4 separate regions of the Mus musculus genome follow, and all the other regions are linked to region 4. The links are chromatin contacts, called in public Hi-C and promoter capture Hi-C maps. All regions are on one chromosome and are shown on one strand. Each heading gives the region's core, a stretch centred on a gene start, on an enhancer-like site or on the middle of the called end of the contact. The rest is flanking DNA. Distances are from core to core; before and after follow the strand shown. Region 1 holds the start of Nudt16 (nudix (nucleoside diphosphate linked moiety X)-type motif 16). Region 2 holds the start of Nek11 (NIMA (never in mitosis gene a)-related expressed kinase 11). Region 3 holds the start of Pik3r4 (phosphoinositide-3-kinase regulatory subunit 4). Region 4 holds the start of Nphp3 (nephronophthisis 3 (adolescent)).

Region 1 (4,783 bases), core at 1,663-4,162, 1.1 Mb before region 4:
CACCTATGCCGGTTGCTGATCTTGATTGTCCCGCTAAGGTAGTGCTGGTTGATTTCACCCCCAAGCTACAAAGTTGCACTGTGGTTTTCTTCTTTTTGTACTGTTTACTCTTCGGAAGGAAGTTACTATGGAGCTCTGCTCTGCTGGAGGACAAAATAGCTGCTGAAATGATCTCTAAGTCTTCCAAGTGGAGGACCCTTTGCCGACCCTCAGCAGCTCATTCTGCATGTATCTGCATTCTAATATCAGGACAGGTATTTATTTTCTACTTTACATCATAAATAAATGAATAAACCAAAAGTAAAACCACGTTTGTTCTTCTGTTCCTCAAACTGGTTTTTGTTTTGAAAACTCAGCAGTGGCCTGTGGCTTTCTGTCTCAGAACAGTGCAGGGGTTCTCTTTTATTTGGGGGATTCTTTTTTTTTTTCTCTTTGAGGGAGGGCGTAAGGGTGGGATTGAGTTTCTTTCCTGACATCATAAGATGGTTGATGTTCACTGTATTTCACTGGGGATCTTTCTGGCTCTTCAGTGGAAGTTTTCTAAGGAGCATTGGTTTCTTTTGTTGGGCTATGATGTTATAAGCAAGTCCTGGACCCTAACTGAGTTGTTATCATCAGGCATCATGGGCTCTGTGGGCCTCTCAACTGACAGAGCAACGACAACAAGAACAAAAAAGTAAGGGGTTTATTAATCCTTGATGTAGGCATTCCCAATGCTGCTTTATGTAGATGCCTGTAGGGTTATATAGGCCAACTCAAACTCATATTAAGCTCATCCTGTTACTACAGAAAGTATAATAATTCTCTTCATTTGGAGGTGGCCCTTTTTAGTTATTATAGATTGGACCAAGATTTACAGTTTGTTTTATAAGAGTGGTAGTAATCATAGGTCTGATGTATACAATCCTGAACACCATATTTCTTATCACTCTGTTTGCATGAGGCTCTGTGTTAACTCTGTACAATACTGTAGCCCCGAGATAAGTCTGGTTTCTTTATAAATAAGGGGGGGGGCGCATGTAATTTGTTCGGGCTCCCTCACATCGGTCATGGTGGCTTTTCAAATGGTGTGTCTTTAAAAGCCAGGTTGGGAAGATGTCCTAGTCTATACATTCTCTGCCTTACAAGCATGAAGGTCTGAGTCTGGATCCTTAGCACCCCCACAAAAGCCAAGCATAGTGGGCGTGCCTGTAACTCTAGCACTGGGAGAAGGGGAGACGGGGGATCCCCAGAGTTTACTGACCAGATATTGTAGACCGTTAGTGAGCTCAGTGCATTAGTCACTTTCAAAAAATAAGGGGGGCTGGCAGTAGAGAGAGACACCCAGAGACACTCAGAATTGACCTCTGGCCTCCACACACATGTGAACATGAGCCTACGTGTCTTTTGAACACACATACATTTGTACATGCACATACACTGCACACATCCAGAAAACAAAACAAAAGAACCACCGTGTCCTCTTACTACCACCAGGAATTTTTTCTTGAAATTGGCCTGGGGTGGGGCTCTGGAATTGGAAGATATGAAGGGTTTTATAAGCTTCTTTCTTCTTCTTCTTCTTCTTCTTCTTCTTCTTCTTCTTCTTCTTCTTCTTCTTCTTCTTCTTCTCTTCTTCCTCTTCCTCCTCCTCCTCCTCCTCCTTCTCCTTCTTGTTGCCAGGTGATAATGTTTGACCAGGATGATTTGCCTGTCCCTTGGATGTTATCTGAGTAATGGCATCTGTATCGCACCTAACTCACCATGATGTGACTGCCTCAGTCAATGGCATCTCTGCCCTGCGACTCAGGGGACTGAGGCAAGATGTCCACAGGCTTTTCCTGATGGTGCCCTTATTCTTAGGATGCTGGCCTCAATCTTTGACATAAGACACAGCATCGAACCTCCACCCTCGAATCCAAGAATGGCTGCATTTACCATATGTCTGGCTCTGAGGAGAATTTTACTCCCATACTACGCTGGTTCCACCTCCACTAACAGGTCCTTAACTGGGAACCTGAGAGGGTTGAGTGGCTTCTACTAAAGTCACAAGCCTGTATCTGGGTGAGTTCTGAGCTCTACAACAAACTTTCAAGTCCAGGCTGTGACCTGAAGTCAGATCTTCTTTGAGTGTCACCTCTTCCCTTCCTTAAATACATACAGGTTCTTGATATATGGACTCAACTTCAGGTGGGGCAGCCTAGCTGAGGTGAAGGATCCTGAATGCCAGGATCTCAGCATTAGGCATTGAGTGTCCCCCATCTCTTTCCTATTTTTCTTCACAATTTAAAGTTCTGAGGGTATTTTAATTTACTCCTAGTGTGGTGGTGGTGGGGTGTCCTGTCTGACTCCTCCCCACTCTTTTCTGTGCTTTATTTCCTCAGCCAGCCACCCCTCCCCAATCTTACTGTGTGACCTGTGACATTTCCATGTCATTTTCCATGTACCAGGCGCCACATCACTACCCAGAGCCCACAGCCAATGCAGTTGGTTGTTGTAACCACATCCATTGGCCACTCCCCTTCCCCAAATGTGTTAGCTCTGTCCCTGTGCCCTCTTATAATCAGTCAATCCCCACATTTCCACCACTCAAGACTTGTTACACCCACCTCTCCTTTCCCCCATCACGCTAGGCTAGGAATAAGTTCTGAAGCCAGACTACCTTCCTCCCATCCCTAGACTCTTTGTTATGAACGGACCAACCCAGAACCGTTTTCTAAAAAATACGTTGTCCTTTGCACTGGCAGAACTCCTGCGTAAATTCTAACTCAGGTTCCAAAACACCTCCGGCCTGAGCCTGACCTTACCAAGCCTTCAGCCCCACCCTAGCCTAAGGGCCAATCCAGGGTGTCTTCGGAGCTCCTGAGAGACCCATCCTGATTGGCTGATGCGGAGTCTCGCAAAGCTCCGCCCCGAGGCGCTGGCCTCTGCAAGAACCCGGAAGTGCGAGCCTCGAGATGGAGGGGCATCGGAAAGTGGAGCTCAGCGAGGCCCTGGCGCTCGGGCCGGACTGGCGCCACGCCTGCCATGCGCTGCTCTACGCGCCCGACCCCCGCAAGCTGTTCGGCCGCATCCCGATGCGCTTCGCCGTGCTGGTGAGGACGCGTCATGCACGGCCGCTCCCCCGCCCCAGGGCTCGCGAGCCCGGGCCAACCATCATACCCTCCTCCCCCAGATGCAGATGCGCTTTGACGGGCGCCTGGGCTTCCCTGGCGGCTTCGTGGACGCGCAGGACAGCTGCCTGGAGGACGGGCTGAACCGGGAACTGCGCGAGGAGCTGGGCGAAGCGATGTCTGCCTTCCGCGTTGAACGCTCTGACTACCGCAGCTCACACATCGCGGCCAGACCGCGCGTGGTGGCCCACTTCTATGCCAAGCGCCTGACTCTGGAACAGCTGCAGGCTGTGGAAGCCAGGGCACCTCAAGCCAAGGACCATGGGCTGGAGGTGGGACCAGCCTGGGATCCACTCCAGCTCCAGTCTGTCCTCCCCCAATCCCCTTACCGAGAAAAGCCACTGGGTGGAGGAGATTTTGACCCTCCGACTTTGAATTCTTTCAAGTGGCATGAACTAGTTGGGATCTTGGTCATCTCCAGGCTAGATAATACCACCTACTCGGCCACCTTTAGCGGCCCCTGCAGAGAGCTTTTTAGAACACACATCCAAAGGTCTCTCCAGCTCTATGCTAGTGCACATGATACCCTAAGCTCTTGACTTTGGGTTCATATTTCCCTTAAGCAGACAGTGAGTCTAATGCTAGGGACGCCTGTGTGTAGAGGTGACCCTGAACCTGGGAGTGAGAGCGCTATTAAAACTGATTAGTGCGCACACTTTGACAGTGTTTAGACTGAACAGTCCATTGGAATCACTTGAGTTGGGTAAGGATGTCAGAGGAATACTTGGGTATTTGCATTTTTCTTGAGCACCCAAGTGCTACCTATACAGTGGTGTGAGTTCTGAGTTTTGAAATACTGCTACAGCCAGGCATGCCTCCTGGAGGCCGTCGCCAGTAAGGGTGAGGAAAAGGATGGAGAAGGATTGGCACGGATGGAGCTTGGAACCCAGCGTGGCTCACTTGTCCACAGAGTTTGGCTCTCTAAGCTCTCCTGAGGTGTGATTATTAGGCCCGGTTCTGCTTGGCTCTTCTCTGGAGAGTTCTGTTCCAAGGTAGATAAGGTAATGTGTTGAGGTTCTTGAGGTCCCACTTGTCCGATGTCTCCTTTTCATAGGTGCTGGGCCTGGTGCGGGTACCCCTGTACGTCCTCCGTGATGGTGAGGGAGGCCTGCCTGCCTTTCTGGAGAATTCCTTCATTGGAGCTGCCCGAGAGCAGCTACTAGAAGCCCTTCAGGACTTGAAACTTCTGGATCCTGGCATTATTGCAAAACTAAAGATCCCAGATTCTAAGTAGAATCGGACCAGCATGGACCCCTGGAACCCAGAGGGCCTTGGTATGAGGGAGGGAAGGACAAGTGGTCTCTCTTTGGGGTATAAAGGATTGTAGGTGGTGCCAGATTAGCAACAGGGAAGGATATGCACTGTTTTCAACGGAACACCTTGTCTGGTGGCATTAGGGATAAAAGGCCTTTGTAGTATCCCAGAGTCCTGCCTTATACATGGACAAACAGCCTGGAAGCTCCAGGTATGTATATGTGTAGTTCGTGGTCACACACAGCCTGACACACTGTCATCTGCCCAGTTTAACCATGATGTGGCATTTGGCACATCCCACTCCTTCCGGGTAAATGGGAGGGTTTCTTCCCCATCCGCTGTAAGGCTGCTGTCCTGTGTCCAGCCCAACCCATGCC
Region 2 (4,471 bases), core at 1,353-3,852, 1.4 Mb before region 4:
CTAAGAATGTTGTTAGTCTTACAAACTTACCTCAGCCAATTTGCTCAAGTCACATTGATCCTTGAGCAGTTGCTTTGCATAAACAGTTGATGTTTTGATATTTGTATCAATTCTTTCCACTTCATTGAAAGCCAGAAGCTGGGAAGGCAATGTATTCTGGGCTATATCTTCTGCGTGTGATGGGCCATTCAAAAGGAGTCCATAGATGATTTGGCGGATGGGCTGAGATATTCTGTGAGCATTTGGCCGCTGCATGTTTTCTACCTGTGTGTGAAGAAAGGTCCTTCGGAGCACCAAAGCATCACTGATGAAAGGTGGTAGCTGGCCTTTGGCCAGAGCTCCTAGCACCCACTCTGGTAGACCCAGATCCGAAGCGTCCGTACAGACATAACTACCATACTGGAAGAAGTCCTGCAGCTTCACCGGGGACTGCTGGTACTCCTCCATGGAGCAGCAGAGAAGTTCCTTAACATTTTCTCGACTCTTCTTGGGGAGAGACTTCAGAACGTTATCTAGTGCTTCAGTGGGGTCATCGAAATGAGACAACCAGTTCAGAAGTCCCAGGACTCGGTGATATCTCCTCCCCTTAGAACTAAGGGGTAGACGTACTTTACTTATGAATGTGTCCATGATGGGCAGGTTAACATGGTCATTTCCACACAGCACCGCAAAGAGAGGTAGTAGAGCTTTGTTCATGTTGTTGAAGTAATGGCAGAATGCATTGAGGGAAAAGCTTCTGGCGGGAATGTAGTAATCTTGTGTATCTTTAATAGTGTTCAGATTTCTCCACTGGAAGCTATTCAGTGAGCAAAACCCACTTCTCAAGTCAAAAATGCAAAAGTCACTATCCGATGATAGCACAGGACAATTCCAGTGATTGGCAAGTGTCATAATGTCCCGATCTGCTTCTGAAAAGCTCTGTACGAAACATACCTCAAGCCTGATCAAAACCTGTATGAACACTTCTCGGATGAGTAAGGGGCACACATTCCCACCCCCACCAAGAGAAAGGGAACGGGCTGCTTGGATCTTCTCTTTTGCTCGATCCTTCAAAGTTGTCAGCTTTTTATCTGAAATGTCACATCCTCCATCTAATACAACATACGGACAAATATGACACACAAACAGTGATTCAAAGAATTTCTGTACAACATCTGCGAATAAATCATAGTCTCCTCCATACCTGAGCTCCAAGTCAGAATTGAAGCAAAGTCGGTGGAAGAGAGAATAGCCATCAATGATAAGTTTTGTGTTCCGCAATTTCAAATCAACGAAGAATTCATTACTATAATCTTCCACAAAGCTCATTAGTCCCCGAATACCCATGATGATCGACAGAAATCCCTGTTGAAACAAACAAAAAAAATCAATTGCTGGTCTTTTTGATGGCTATTCTTGGTTGTCAATCTGAGTATATCTAGAATCAATCAAGACCCAAACTGCAGGATACGCTGTTGAGGAACTTTGCTTGATTGGATTATTGGAGGTGGAAGACAGAACTTATATCTAGGCCACACCACCTCATGGCAGCCCATATAGAGATAAAGGAAGAAATCTGTTTTGTGAGGGTCAAGGCCAAAAGTCCTAAGCTATAAAAATGACAACCCAGCATAAGACACATAATGAGCCAATTTTTTTTTTCCTTATGGATAACTAGACCCTTGTTACAGGTCTTGAGTGTAGGGTACATTGGAGAGTAGTTTGAGCTAAGGAAAAACACAGCTTTATGCTTCTAGGATCCCAAGTATACAATTTCAACCTCAACTGGATTCTTACACCCCCTTACTAATGGCCTATCTGGCTAACAACTCATAGGATTAGTATTACTGGTTTCCCCCCTCGCCTCTGGCTTCAAATATCGCTTAGCACGATGCTATTGCCAGCCTTGCCCGTGTTTAAAATCGTGAAAGTTTTGCCAACCTTGGAATTTTTGCATTTTGATTTTTGTGGGGCTACCACATAAAAAAATGCATCCTCCTGAATTTTTTGCCTTTGGTATCAGCTTACATTATTGCACTTGATTTTTTATCTCACCTCAGATCCACCTCGGCCAACATCTCAACACTTTTTAATTCTGAATCGTCATGTCTTTCCCGGTTTGTCATGTGGTTTCTGCGAACTCACTGTAAACTAATGACTTGACCTTGAGCGAAGTAGCTCAAGGAATGCAAGCAAAGGGCAGGAAAAGGTAGGATCTAATTCCTCAACCACCAATCTTCCTACCTCAACCTGCTCCTGCCCTCCGGATCCGCCGGCTGCTTCCGCCCGACCGCCGGCTCACTTCACCAGCAGCAGCAGGTAGGATCCCGGGGAGAAACGGCAGACCCGCGGGTGCGTGGAAGACCGCGAGCGGAAACAGGAAGTGCTGCGAACGACGTCACTGGGAAGCCTGGCTCCGAGAAGCTGAGGGCTCTCCCTGGAGGAGAAAATGCTTTCGGGCCGGGTGGTGGGAACTTGGTGTGAGAGGTTGAGCCATTCCTCTCACACTTGCGGCCGCCTCCTCACCCTGCTCGCTTCGCCACGCCTCGAAGGGTCCGGCGCGCTTCCGTTGGATTGGACGCCGGAACGTCGACTTCCCAGCAGCCCCCGCGCCGTCTCCGTGGCGACGATGTTAAACAACCACGCCCTCCGAGGCAGCGAGCTCTAGGCTGACGGAGGCTTGGCCGGGCGCCGCAGGCTGGGGACCTGTAAAGGTAATGAAAGTGGATCTCTCGGGCAGCCGGGTCCCACAGCCCCTGGACCGCATTCCCCTTCGGGAGACTAAGCGCCCTGCTCCTCGATATACATTCACGCGCTCCGCGAAAAACTTAAGGTTTATTTGTTGAAGAGACAAGTTTTTTCGTTTTACCTCAGGGTTAGAGTTTACTTCTCAGGTCAGATTTAGTTAGCAGAACCTCAGGTCAAAACAGCTTCCTAGTTTTTTGGGTTTTTTGACATGGACATAAACCACTCAGTTCTTACCATCGGTAAACACTTGACTTTCTCTTTACCTGCCCCAGCGGGATGGGTACCCCAGGGATGGTTAGCACAAAGTGGGCGTCTCTCAGCTTTCTTCTAGTTCCTATTATGTTTTCTTTCCTTTACTTGTCTTTGGGTCACATTTGGTATGCTGGATCTTTCTTCGCTCTCCAAACGTTTGCTAACAACTGTATGTCAGCTGTTAGCTAGGCCCCAGGGATACAAGCATAACCTGTGTCCCTAGCACCCAAGTTCATCCTCTGCCCTAGGTTCAGATCCAGCCTGCAGTGTGTGTACATTCCATGGATACCAACTGAGATGAGGGCGACAGAGCTGATTCTGTGTGATGAGCCTGGAGAGGCTGCTCACACACTGCTGGGTTTATTACTCCATTACAAATAGAAGCTTTGGTCCTCCATCTTGAGTTCAGCTCTTTACTAAGTGGGGACTTTAATCGCCTCTCCACATTGAGAATTATTATTAGTGATCTGAAAGGCGACAGAGAGGCCATTTTTTTTTTTTGAACAGCCTAGTTTATCTAGAAATCACCACTTTTATGCCAGTCAAAGAAGCAAACAGAAGGTACCTTTTAGGACCTATTCTTTAGATTCTGCAGATTTTAGTAACGTTTCCTTGAGGAGAGGGGCATTGCTCTCACTGGGACTAGATCAAACCACAGATTAGTACATTATTTAAAGAAGACAAAATTACAAATAGGTTTTATGTTTTGCAGTTTTTTTTTTTCTGTTTGAGTGTCCTTGTAGGTTTTGTGGTAAATGTTGAGCCCACAGGTCAACACTATAACACTATTTTTTTCTCGTTGTTTTAGAATTGCTGAATATGAAAACCTAATGCCAAGGTGTACATAGTATTCAGCGTAAAGTCCTATTTTCATGTAGATTTTAAACAAAAGCACAGTTTTCAATAAAACATTCAACACTTTGATGGAATGGAGTAAGAGTGTGTTTTGTGGAATACTTTCTCATGGGACAGTTCTGCCATTCATAACATTTCATAGCTCCCTCAGGAACTGTGGCTTCACCTGTACTACACTTAGAGTCAGCTAGCTTTAAAACGCAGTCTTAGGTCTGAGGTGCATGTCCTTACTTCTAATCCAGGAGATAGCTCTGTACCCAGTGTGTACAATAGAAATGGAATCAGATCTTGCTTAAGATGGGGGGGGGGCACTGAATTGATATCCTTCCACATAGCTAGTCTAGCAAACAGACACCCCAAAACTGTGATTTAAAGTTGACATGGGCAAAAAGCAAAGGGAAGCAGAATATGCTAATCAGGGTTTAACCCCAATTTACTCTGTGCTGAGTCAAAGCAGACTGAGAGGGAGGAAAGCATCACCAGGGAGTTGGCCTATGTGTGCATTAGGGGAAGCCATGGCCCTGGGTTCGCATTGGTTTTTAAGTCGATGGGGAGTATAAATATCTAACAAAATATGAATCATAAAACAAATACACATTTCAGGAGTCAGTAAAAATGTGGCTCTAAACTATTGTGA
Region 3 (4,490 bases), core at 342-2,841, 1.6 Mb before region 4:
GGGTACTGATGCGATCGTAGAGGTTGTCTCTCACATACTGCCGGAACAGCATGGCTGCTTTCTCAGACGCCTTTTCTGCTGCTTTCTGGAAGGGGAGGCAGTTCTGGGCGGAGTGGAGCCTGATTTTCAGTTCCTCCAGCTCCTGTTTATAACTAGTTAAGGGTAACGTGGGATCCTGAATTGCAAAGACCTTCACAACCACCAGGCCTTCCCGGTGCTTGGCTCGAGCGACTTTAAAAAACCGAGTGCTTCCCAGGCTCTTATCATACTCAAAGTCATGGATGTCTGAGAAATAACTCTCTACAGACAGGATCTGGGAAGGAGCGATGCCAGCCAGCTGATTTCCCATAATGCCCAGCACCTCTGGGACAGCAGCTTAACACAGAACACCTGGGTAAAAGGATGTCGAGCAGGAGAGAGATTAAAATGGAGAGAAACAAAGAAACAGTGAAATCGCCATTATTTGGCCTTTTCCTAAAAGACATCTGTACCTTTACCTACTATGTGTGTGAATGTGAGTCCCAGATCTGTCTCAAATTCAGAAAAAATTATCTAAGTAGATTTTATTACTTTTATCTAAAAATATGGTGCTACGTCATGTCATTCTTTCCAGCCGCTAAACTGTTTAATTACATACATGCCTTCAACATTTTATTTTAGAGATAAGGTCTGTGTAGCCCAGGCTTGGCATGGAACTCTCTATGTAGCCCGAGAAGTGAGTTTGAACTCCAGATCCTCTAGCCTCCACCTCGTAAGGGCTGAGATCCCACTATGCACAACGTAGTCCCTTCAACATTAAGCTAAAAATGTTAAAAACATGCATTCACTGTGTGATACTATTAAAGTCGTAAAAGTACCGTATGCCTCGGTCCTTGTCCGGGAAAACTAGTTTACTTGCAAGTAAGAAACACGCTAAACGCTTAAAAGAACGAATCACATGATACAAACGGATCATTTTAAGTCCTGGGAGGATCAATCAGATCTATAGAATTAGCATCAACTGGGCCTTGCATCCTCGCAGTGATGTCTCCCTCCTCCTAAACCAAGGCAAACTCCTCCAGTTTGCAACAAGAAACCCCGCCAGAAACATTCAAGAAAAGTAAGCCGAAATGCACACTGCCCCAAGTTACCTAACCCCACATTTTGCAGGAACTGTCTCCCTACCCCATAGTTGAGCACTCAGGAAAACATTTACCCCAGGCCTCTGGCAACTCAAAAGTCGCTGAAAGATCCCAGGGAGGTCTTGGCAGAGCTCCGAGGGGCTTGGGCGTGAACGGAAGCCGGCCAGGAGAATGTTTTCTGTGAGGGGTCTTCTTTCAGACACGGGACCGGGGTAGTTGGGGCAGGAGCGCAGACACGTCCGAGATCTAGAGCTGGGGGTGAACAACTGGGAGAGCAAACACACTCGGGACTCCGGACACCCAGCAGCCTCGCTGCCGGCTCCTCCCCTGCCGCCCTGGGCCCCCGCGGGTTCGAGTCCCCGGATCCCAGGGCCTTTGCAGCAGCCCTGGACAGGGACAGGGACAGGGACAGTGCCCGTCCAGGAAGACGACTTCACCTGCGGCAAACGCTGAACTCCCGGGAAAGCCTCCGGGTTGACCTCACTTCCTGTTGAGATCGGAAGTGACGGACGGAGGCTTGAGGAAGCGTTCAGTAGGAAGCCGGTTGCTAGGAAACAAGGGAAGGAAGCGTGGCCTCGCTGCCTCAAGCAGGAGGTGCTTTTCTTCACTAACTCTGTGACCAATGGCTCTAAGTAAACTTACCCACGTACTTAGAAAACCTAGCTCCCCCACTAAGTTGGATTTCAACTTTATTGAGTGAGAAGCTATGTGTCATAAAGTTCGTCGGTTTAAAAAGTGCACAATTGGGGTGACACGAACCTTTAATCTCATTACTCAGGAGAGGTAGATGGATTTGTTAGAGGCTAGCCTGTCTATAAAGAGAGATCCTCTCTCCAAAAAAAAATGTATGTATGTATGTATGCATGCATGCATATTTTGTATGTACACACACAAGTTATCTCGGTATGGCAGAGCCAAAGCTGTCATGGCTTCACAGCAGGAGTAAATCTTACAGTGAACCTACACAACACCTGGCATTTTAAGTCAACCATTGGTTGGGGAAGTGTATGCACCCTACCTCTCTGTGATAAAGACTTGGCTTCTAATGTATTCTAGGAGAGAAACCACTTTCTTCAATTGACTCCCTACTGAGTGCCCACCAGACTCCAATGGATAGCCCCAAACTCACTGCCTAAACTCAGTGAGTCTTGGAAAAAAAATATTTGAAAGTGCTGGTTAATTAGGGGTGGGGGTATTACAGTAATCACATTATACATGTATAAGATTGTCAAAAAATCAAGTTAAAACCATTTTTCAAAGTGTCAAGATTGGCTGGTTTTAATTCTTTATTCATTCTATTTTTGAAAGCAAGGTCTCGTTCTGTATTTCAGGCTAGCTGAAATACATCCCCCTGCCCCAACTTACTGGGTGCTGGAATTACCTGGGTGCATCATGGTAAAAAGAATGGGTCTTTGCTGGAGTTGTGTTCTAATTTTCTTGCTTTTGCTACTGTGCTGGTTCGAATGAGAATGGCTCCCAAAGGGTTGTATATTTGAATATCTAGTCCCTAGTGGGTGGGCTATTTAGAGGACTAGAAGGTGTGGCTTTATTGGGGGAGGTGTGTCACTGGCTTTGAGGTTTAAAAAGCCTAGGCCAGGCCCAGTGTCCCTCTCTTGCTGCTGCCTGTTGACCAGGCTGTAACTCTCAGCTCCTGCCTGCCAGCTGCGATGATTGATCCCTGCCACGGTGATCTTTGACTAACCCTCTGAAACCTTAAACTGTAGCCTCCCATAAGCCTGAAGCAGGCTAAGCCAGAACTTGATCTTGCTGCCACTAAGGAGATTATCTAGGGTGGAGCCTAGAGCACTCTATTGTTCTGCCACTGCCGCTGTTCCCCTTCAAGATACTGCTACCTGCTGAGAGGCCCCAGAACTATTCTAGAGACTACACCCTATTCTGCATGTCATCACCTGCGGCTGGTTCCAGGCTCCAAGGATGAATTGGCGGGAATGGACTTCCCCGCCCCCTCTTTTATAAAGCATGTCCACCATTAAAAATTTGAACCTTGATCAGAACCCTGTCTTGGTTCCATCTTCCTCTGGTCGCCTAGTTTCCCTCTCTTTCAGCACCGGCCTGCTATTCAGGTGTACCCGTCCTTGTGAGCCGCTGGACGGCTCGCAACATTAAGCAAGCCGCTTAAGAAAATACTTTCTTTTATAAGTGTTGCCTCCCCAGCACCAAAGAGGAGAGGGAGAAAGCGGTTGTTTTTAATATATTTTTACAGTTCTATAATAGCTATAATCTGTTTCACCAAAAGGAAAAGCCTGAAGCTGTGAGCTAGCCCTCGGCCCCTTGGCCTTTACGTTCTGAGAAACTGCTAAATTATTTTCCAAAGTGCACACAGCCTTACATCCCCACCAGCACAGTGTGGGGCTCCTGATCCCTCTGTGTCCTTTCTAGCGATGACATCATCCATTTTCCATTATTAGAGCATCTTGGTGGGTACAAAGTGACATCTCCTTTTGGTTTCATTTGCAGTTCCCCGAGGATTTAATGACGTTGAGCATCTCCTCGTGTACCTGTTGCCCATTCATTCGTCATCTCTGGAAAATGTCTACTTAAATCCTTTGTCAAAGCCTTAGATGTAGCTTGGTGTTTGATTGTCTGGTCTGCTTGGGACCTCAAGGTCAACCCCCTGGAGTCTCAGAATCAAGTCATAAATACTTTGTATGCAATTGATTTTTCTTCTTTTAAAACCTTTTTAGGTTTATATGGATGGATGCTTTGGCTGCGTGTGTTTATCTGCACCACATTCATGCCAGTGCCTGTGGAGGTCAGAAGGAGGCATCAGATCCCTTGGAACTGGAATCACATGTTAAAGATGAGTGTGAGCCACCACATGGATGCTGGGACTCAAACCCAAGCCCTCTGCAAGAACAAGTACTATAAACCTCTGAGCCCCCTCTGAGCCAGATGTGCACAGTGGTGCAGGCCTTTAATCCCAGCACTTGGGAGGCAGAGGCAGAGCCTGGTCTACAGAGCAAATTCCAGGCCAACCAGGGCTACACAGAGAAACCCTGTCTCAAAAAATGAAAACCAAATACCAACAACAACACTGAGTTATCTCTCCAGCCCCAGACATTTTAAGTTTTAAGCGTTCTTTATATGGAGTCAGGCATGGTGGCTTGTGACTGTTCTTAATATGGGGTCAGGCACATTGGCCTGTGACTGTAACCTCAGTGCTCAGTGGCAGATGTGCTAGAATCAGAAGATCCAGACTTGGCCTGGGCTATATACACGAGGCCCTGTCTCAAAAAAAAAAAAAAAAAAAAAAAAAGGTGTTTTTTTTTTAATGTATTCAAGAAACACAAAAGGTTTTAATCCAAAGCTGAATTGTTTTTTAAGCATCCCTGCCAATATTCTTTTCAC
Region 4 (4,618 bases), core at 1,184-3,683:
CTGTCTGTCTCTGCATCCAGAGTCCTGGGCGTAAAGGTATATGCCACCACACTTGGCTCTAAACACTTTTGAAAACTAGCTTTTAGTCTATGTCACTTAGGGGAGGGTGGGGATGGGAAGAAATATCAAGAATTTACCTTGAATTGCCTTTTAACCCTGTCTCTGTCATGTTCAAATGTGACCGCTCTCTCCATGGCTTGGTATTTTGCTTCTAACGCACCCTCTTTTTCCCGAAGTATCTTCTGGTAAGTTTTCTGAAGTGCCTGCAATGATTCACCTTGTTATCACCTAACAAAAACGGCCTTTCGTTCACATTTTACATTTTTACATACATGTTTACGTATGTTGGGATCTCTACTCTCTCTACTCACTCTCTTATCAATTACCAGGCACTTCTATGGTGTCAACGATTTCAAGCAAGATAGAAAAAAATGCAAACATTTTTGAATCCTAGTAAACAGGTTCTTCAGCAATGAGCTCTCAACGGAAATTAATGCTTTTTCTTTGAAATACTGCACCAGCACTAGGATTTTTCTATGCTTTGGGTTTTTAAGAGAATAAGACACGCAATTTGTAAGGTTTAGCTTGAAGAATAGTACGTATGAAGGTTCCTGTGCTCCTTGGCATTATATATTAATCATTTTACTCTTCTCCTGAGCCATTCACCGTCTGGATCCATCAGAGGCCTCCAGTAAATGTCAACATGGCTGAATGAAATAAATGTGAGGGAGTTTTCTCACGATGATGCAGGTAAGAAAGGAACAACAGGTTTCACAGGGAATTGGAACTGCTGATCTGTGATCTGTGACATCTGTCTGTCAGTCCTCCCTGCACTGGCCTCTTTATCCTGCTAACCCCTTCTCCCTGCAATTCACATGGTTCTTAGTGGGCAGTGGTGCACATACATGACATCATACACGAGGGACACGCAAGTCCACTTTATAAGGGCAAGCACATTGGTCTCCCAGTAGAAAGTGAGGCGAGCAGGGAGCTGAGGGTGAGAACAGCTTCCCAGATAATATGCTAATAGCCCAGCAGATTCTGAAGGGCTTCATAGCTTATGGGAATGATGCCCTACTAGAAGGAAGGAGCCTTCTTTTACAAAAAAATCTGTGATGTTTATTTAAGTTCTGATGTGCCGGGAGCTCTTGGGCTGTCAGAGATCCCTCTCACAGAAAAGAAAGGTATAAACAAATGACCACCAGAGAGGCTCCGAACCCACGGCATATAGTCCCATATTTTTACTCCGAGAAGTTCTGCTTTACCTAGTATCCGAATGAATCAAAGGCGATCTGTTATAAGGCCTACAATAGCATTGCAGTAACTGTTTAGTCCATTAACTAAATGGACTAAGAGAGTTTGAGTACTCTCAGGGAAGACTTTTAATCACAACAGTTAAAAACCATAAAATCAGGAGGTTTCCAGAAAAATTCCTATCGTATCATTAAACCCCAGAATCTGCCGAACTTCGCGAAGAAAACTAACCCAAGAACTCCATTTTGGAGATACCTAAAACCGGGAGGAGTTTGTGTGTAGTTGCTCTGAGAAATTTTTCGACTTCAGGACTTGGGTTGATTCAACGTGTCTTAATGAATGAACCGTAAATTGAAAGGGGCAGGGGAAGATGCTGATAAGAAATTAGTTTACACTCAAATAATGATTCCACATAAAGGAGGAGCAGCTTTTGCACAATTTAGAAAACAACTTGGTTTGTAGCTGGGGTAGGATGGTGGTGCCACCAAGCGGCTGAGCGGTGCGCTCGGGTCTCAGTTTCCTCAGAGCCTCCCGCTTGCGACGCTCTCGGTCCCGCGTTACCTGCAGCTCCGCCCGCAGCCGCTTGTTCTCCGTGTCCAGCTTGGCCTCTCGGCGGCCCATGGACAGCAACTCCTGGTTCTTGCTGACCCGGAAGATCTCATACTCTTTCTTGAGCCGCTCGAACTCGGCCGCCGCATACTCTAGCTCGGGCACAGACGAGCCGGTGGACTTGAAGCTGGCGCCCAGCAGCCCGCCGCCCCCTGCCGCGCGAGGCAGCGACCCGGGCCCGGCTCCCGCGCCCCTGCGGAACGAGCTGCGCAGCAGGCGGGCCTTGGGTTTCACTTCCACCGGGATCTCGCAGGCCTCGCCGCCGCCTGCCCCGTACGTGTCCTCGATCACCTCCCCGCCAGTGGGACTCACCAGCGACGAGGCTGTGCCCATGATGCCCGCGGCCGGCTGAGGCTGAGAGTCGGCTGGGTGCCAGGAGGAGGCGGGACCAGGAGGGCGGGGCCTGTCAAGCGGGGCGGAGCGCCGCAGGGAGAAACCAAAATCAGAGAGGAGCGTGGCCAGGAGCAGGGAGGTGGCCGGGGCGTGGCCAGGCCTTAAGGGCGGGGCCTAGATGGTGGGGCGAGGTGCTGTAGAGGAGAGGGCGGAGTTTGGAGGGAAGAGCGGAGCAGTAAGTGAGCCGGGCCTGGTGATTGGGGAGAAGGGCGTAACGTGGCAACTAGAGGGGCGTGGTGTTGAAGAAGAGTGGCCGTCTTGAGAAGGGGCGGAGCCATACTTTCGGGGCGTGGCCGAGCAAGCTGGGGATGTTAAGGCTAACAGAGAGGGGTGGGACGTAGCAGCGAGAGGAGGTGTGGTCAGTTGAGAAGAGCAGTGCCCAGAGAGAGTGTCGGGCCAGATTTTAGGGTCGTAGCCCGGTAAGTGGGGCGTAAGGCAGCAGCAGAAGAAAGAGAAAACCAGTCAGAGAGTCGGAGAGGTGGTCCTGGCTGGACAACGAGAGGGGGAGTGGCCAGGAGTCCTGTGGGGCGGAGCCAGGCTTTGGGGGCGTGACCAGACACGCGGGGGCGTGCTCTTCTGAATGAGACCAGTAGAGGAGCTGGACAAGGGAGGGTTGAGAGAAATGAGACTCGGGAGGAGAGGAATGGGTATCACGGAGCTGGCGGCCCTGAGAACTTGCTTTGCAGGAGCAGGCGGCAGGACTGAGCTGGGCAAGCTGGGCGGTACCAGGAGATCCGGACATCCAGAAGGGAAGGTTCCAGACTAGGCCCAAACCTACAAGCTCTGCTCCCTCTGCGTGAACTTTGTCTCAGTGAGCAAGAACTAGATCACATACCCATCTGCCCCCGCTCTGCCGCAACTGTTTCTGTGGTCCTGACTAAAGGGCTCTTTTCTGGAGGCAGTTCAGTGCCTAGTGTGTCTCTCAGGAAACATGTAATAAATAATGCCAGCCAGGAAAGAACTTCGAAGCATCACCACTTGAACCCCCCCACCCCCGCGACCCTTCTCTCCCCCCACCCCCATCCTTGATAAGCTCAGGTTTTATAACGCCTGGCGATAAGGATGCCAGGGACCCTATTCTAGACGGAAGAAAATTGTTAAGTACAGGGTTTGCAGGAAGGGAACGCGTGCTACTGTTCCAAGTTGTCCTTGGTCTGCTAACTTATCTTCCTGCCCATCCCAGATTGGTACCCCAGGTTAGAGGGGACAGAAAAGTGAGCAGTGGCTTTGACTCAACACTGTTGTGAGCTGGGTGCTGGTAATCTTTATACTTGCCCTTTTCTTAGGCAGTCTCCGAATGCCAGCCACTCTCTCTGCCATCATCCTCATTACCGGGAGCCTCATTACCCAAGGGGGATATAATCTTATTCCAGTGCTTGCTTACTCCATCCCCAGCTGTAAGAAATCTGGTAGCATTTTAAGCATCAGTCCATGCAGAGCCTCCTTGGGCTGACCTAAGATAGTCTTTGGTGGCTCACTCCATCCACAGGCATCCCTAGGATTCTTGGAAAGCCAACTCTGAGATGTAGATAAGCAAGCAAGATGTCTACCAGAGAATGCTGGGTAGGTACCTGGGGCAAGGCAGGGGAATCAGTGCAAGGTTGCTCTGTGCAGCATTCCCAGCAAAGACCTCAGCCAACCCTGCAGAGACTTTTGAAGCTGGGACGGCCCTGGGGAGTTGTCCTAAGTTACCTTGGAGCTAGAACTTCAAACTTTTACTTAATCTAGCCATCTGCTCTCTTTAGCCGGTGGAGACTGATGGCTGAGAATAGTCTGCTGTCAGCACTGTCATGGCTGACATCCAATCTTTCACCCTTCATATCTATCACAAAGCAAACAGCCTTTCCTCCAAGGAACTCTGGGAATGCTGGTCCGTTTTAACTCCCACCCCACCCCCACAAATGCCCTGAACTCCTTCCCTCAAATTAGCTGGTCGTGTTTTCTCTGACCTCTTAGACACCCTTCTAGCCTTTGGACTCTCCTAAGTTGAAGGATTACATATTGATTTCTCCAGTTAGTACCATGAGATCCAAAGGGAAACATTTGCTCTATCAGAGTACCCAAAAGACTGCCCTAGGTTCTCAAAGCCTTTCTAGCTGCTGATTTCTGAGGTCTGTTCCTTCAGAGATTTGAGGACCATTCTCTAGATTTTCCTTCCTTCTCTTCTCTTCTCTTCTCTTCTCTTCTCTTCTCTTCTCTTCTCTTCTCTTCTCTCCTCTCCTCTCCTCTCCTCTCCTCTCCTCTCCTCTCCTCTCCTCTCCCCTCCCCTCCCCTCCCCTCCCCTCCCCTCCCCTCCCCTCCCCTCCCCTCCCCTCCCCTCCCCCTCCTCTCTCCTCTCCCCTCCCCCCTCCCCTCCCCTCGA

The links. Hi-C and Micro-C count contacts between places; a contact is called where the count stands out from the background. Capture Hi-C pulls out chosen DNA fragments and counts their contacts.
Region 1: a Hi-C map of regulatory T cells shows a contact between it and region 4, with 10 times the contacts expected there. The contact joins the promoter of Nudt16 here to the promoter of Nphp3 in region 4. A contact is called at or near these places in 3 of 484 Hi-C or Micro-C datasets (CD4 T cells, hematopoietic stem and progenitor cells and regulatory T cells).
Region 2: a contact with region 4 is called in a promoter capture Hi-C map of adipose tissue, with 5 times the contacts expected there. The contact joins the promoter of Nek11 here to the promoter of Nphp3 in region 4. A contact is called at or near these places in 7 of 39 promoter capture datasets (the 3T3-L1 cell line, 3T3-L1-derived adipocytes, embryonic stem cells and 2 more), 2 of 484 Hi-C or Micro-C datasets (CD4 T cells and uterus), 4 of 115 datasets of contacts at active chromatin or transcription factors (embryonic stem cells, pancreatic cancer cells, pro-B cells and 1 more) and 2 of 9 other capture datasets (adipose tissue and liver).
Region 3: a promoter capture Hi-C map of adipose tissue shows a contact between it and region 4, with 5 times the contacts expected there. The contact joins the promoter of Pik3r4 here to the promoter of Nphp3 in region 4. A contact is called at or near these places in 1 of 484 Hi-C or Micro-C datasets (CD4 T cells) and 2 of 9 other capture datasets (adipose tissue and liver).

Annotation. Positions count from the first base shown.
Region 1 is chr9:105,129,934-105,134,716 of GRCm38.p6, reverse strand. Nudt16 (nudix (nucleoside diphosphate linked moiety X)-type motif 16) reads left to right here and starts at 2,912. Exons shown (of 3, transcript NM_029385.2): 1 at 2,912-3,074; 2 at 3,155-3,424; 3 at 4,207-4,783. The coding sequence starts at 2,937. The coding sequence ends at 4,386.
Region 2 is chr9:105,393,418-105,397,888 of GRCm38.p6, reverse strand. Nek11 (NIMA (never in mitosis gene a)-related expressed kinase 11) reads left to right here and starts at 2,602. Exons shown (of 16, transcript NM_172461.3): 1 at 2,602-2,693. Aste1 (asteroid homolog 1) reads right to left here and starts at 2,527. Exons shown (of 5, transcript NM_025651.5): 1 at 2,224-2,527; 2 at 31-1,344. The coding sequence starts at 1,326.
Region 3 is chr9:105,640,096-105,644,585 of GRCm38.p6, reverse strand. It overlaps Pik3r4 (phosphoinositide-3-kinase regulatory subunit 4), which reads right to left and starts at 1,591. Exons shown (of 20, transcript NM_001081309.1): 1 at 1,196-1,591; 2 at 1-390. The coding sequence starts at 349.
Region 4 is chr9:104,000,359-104,004,976 of GRCm38.p6, reverse strand. Nphp3 (nephronophthisis 3 (adolescent)) reads right to left here and starts at 2,433. Exons shown (of 27, transcript NM_028721.3): 1 at 1,816-2,433; 2 at 138-263. The coding sequence starts at 2,196. It overlaps Gm33054 (predicted gene, 33054), which reads left to right and starts at 2,618. Exons shown (of 2, transcript NR_168653.1): 1 at 2,618-2,675; 2 at 2,943-3,217.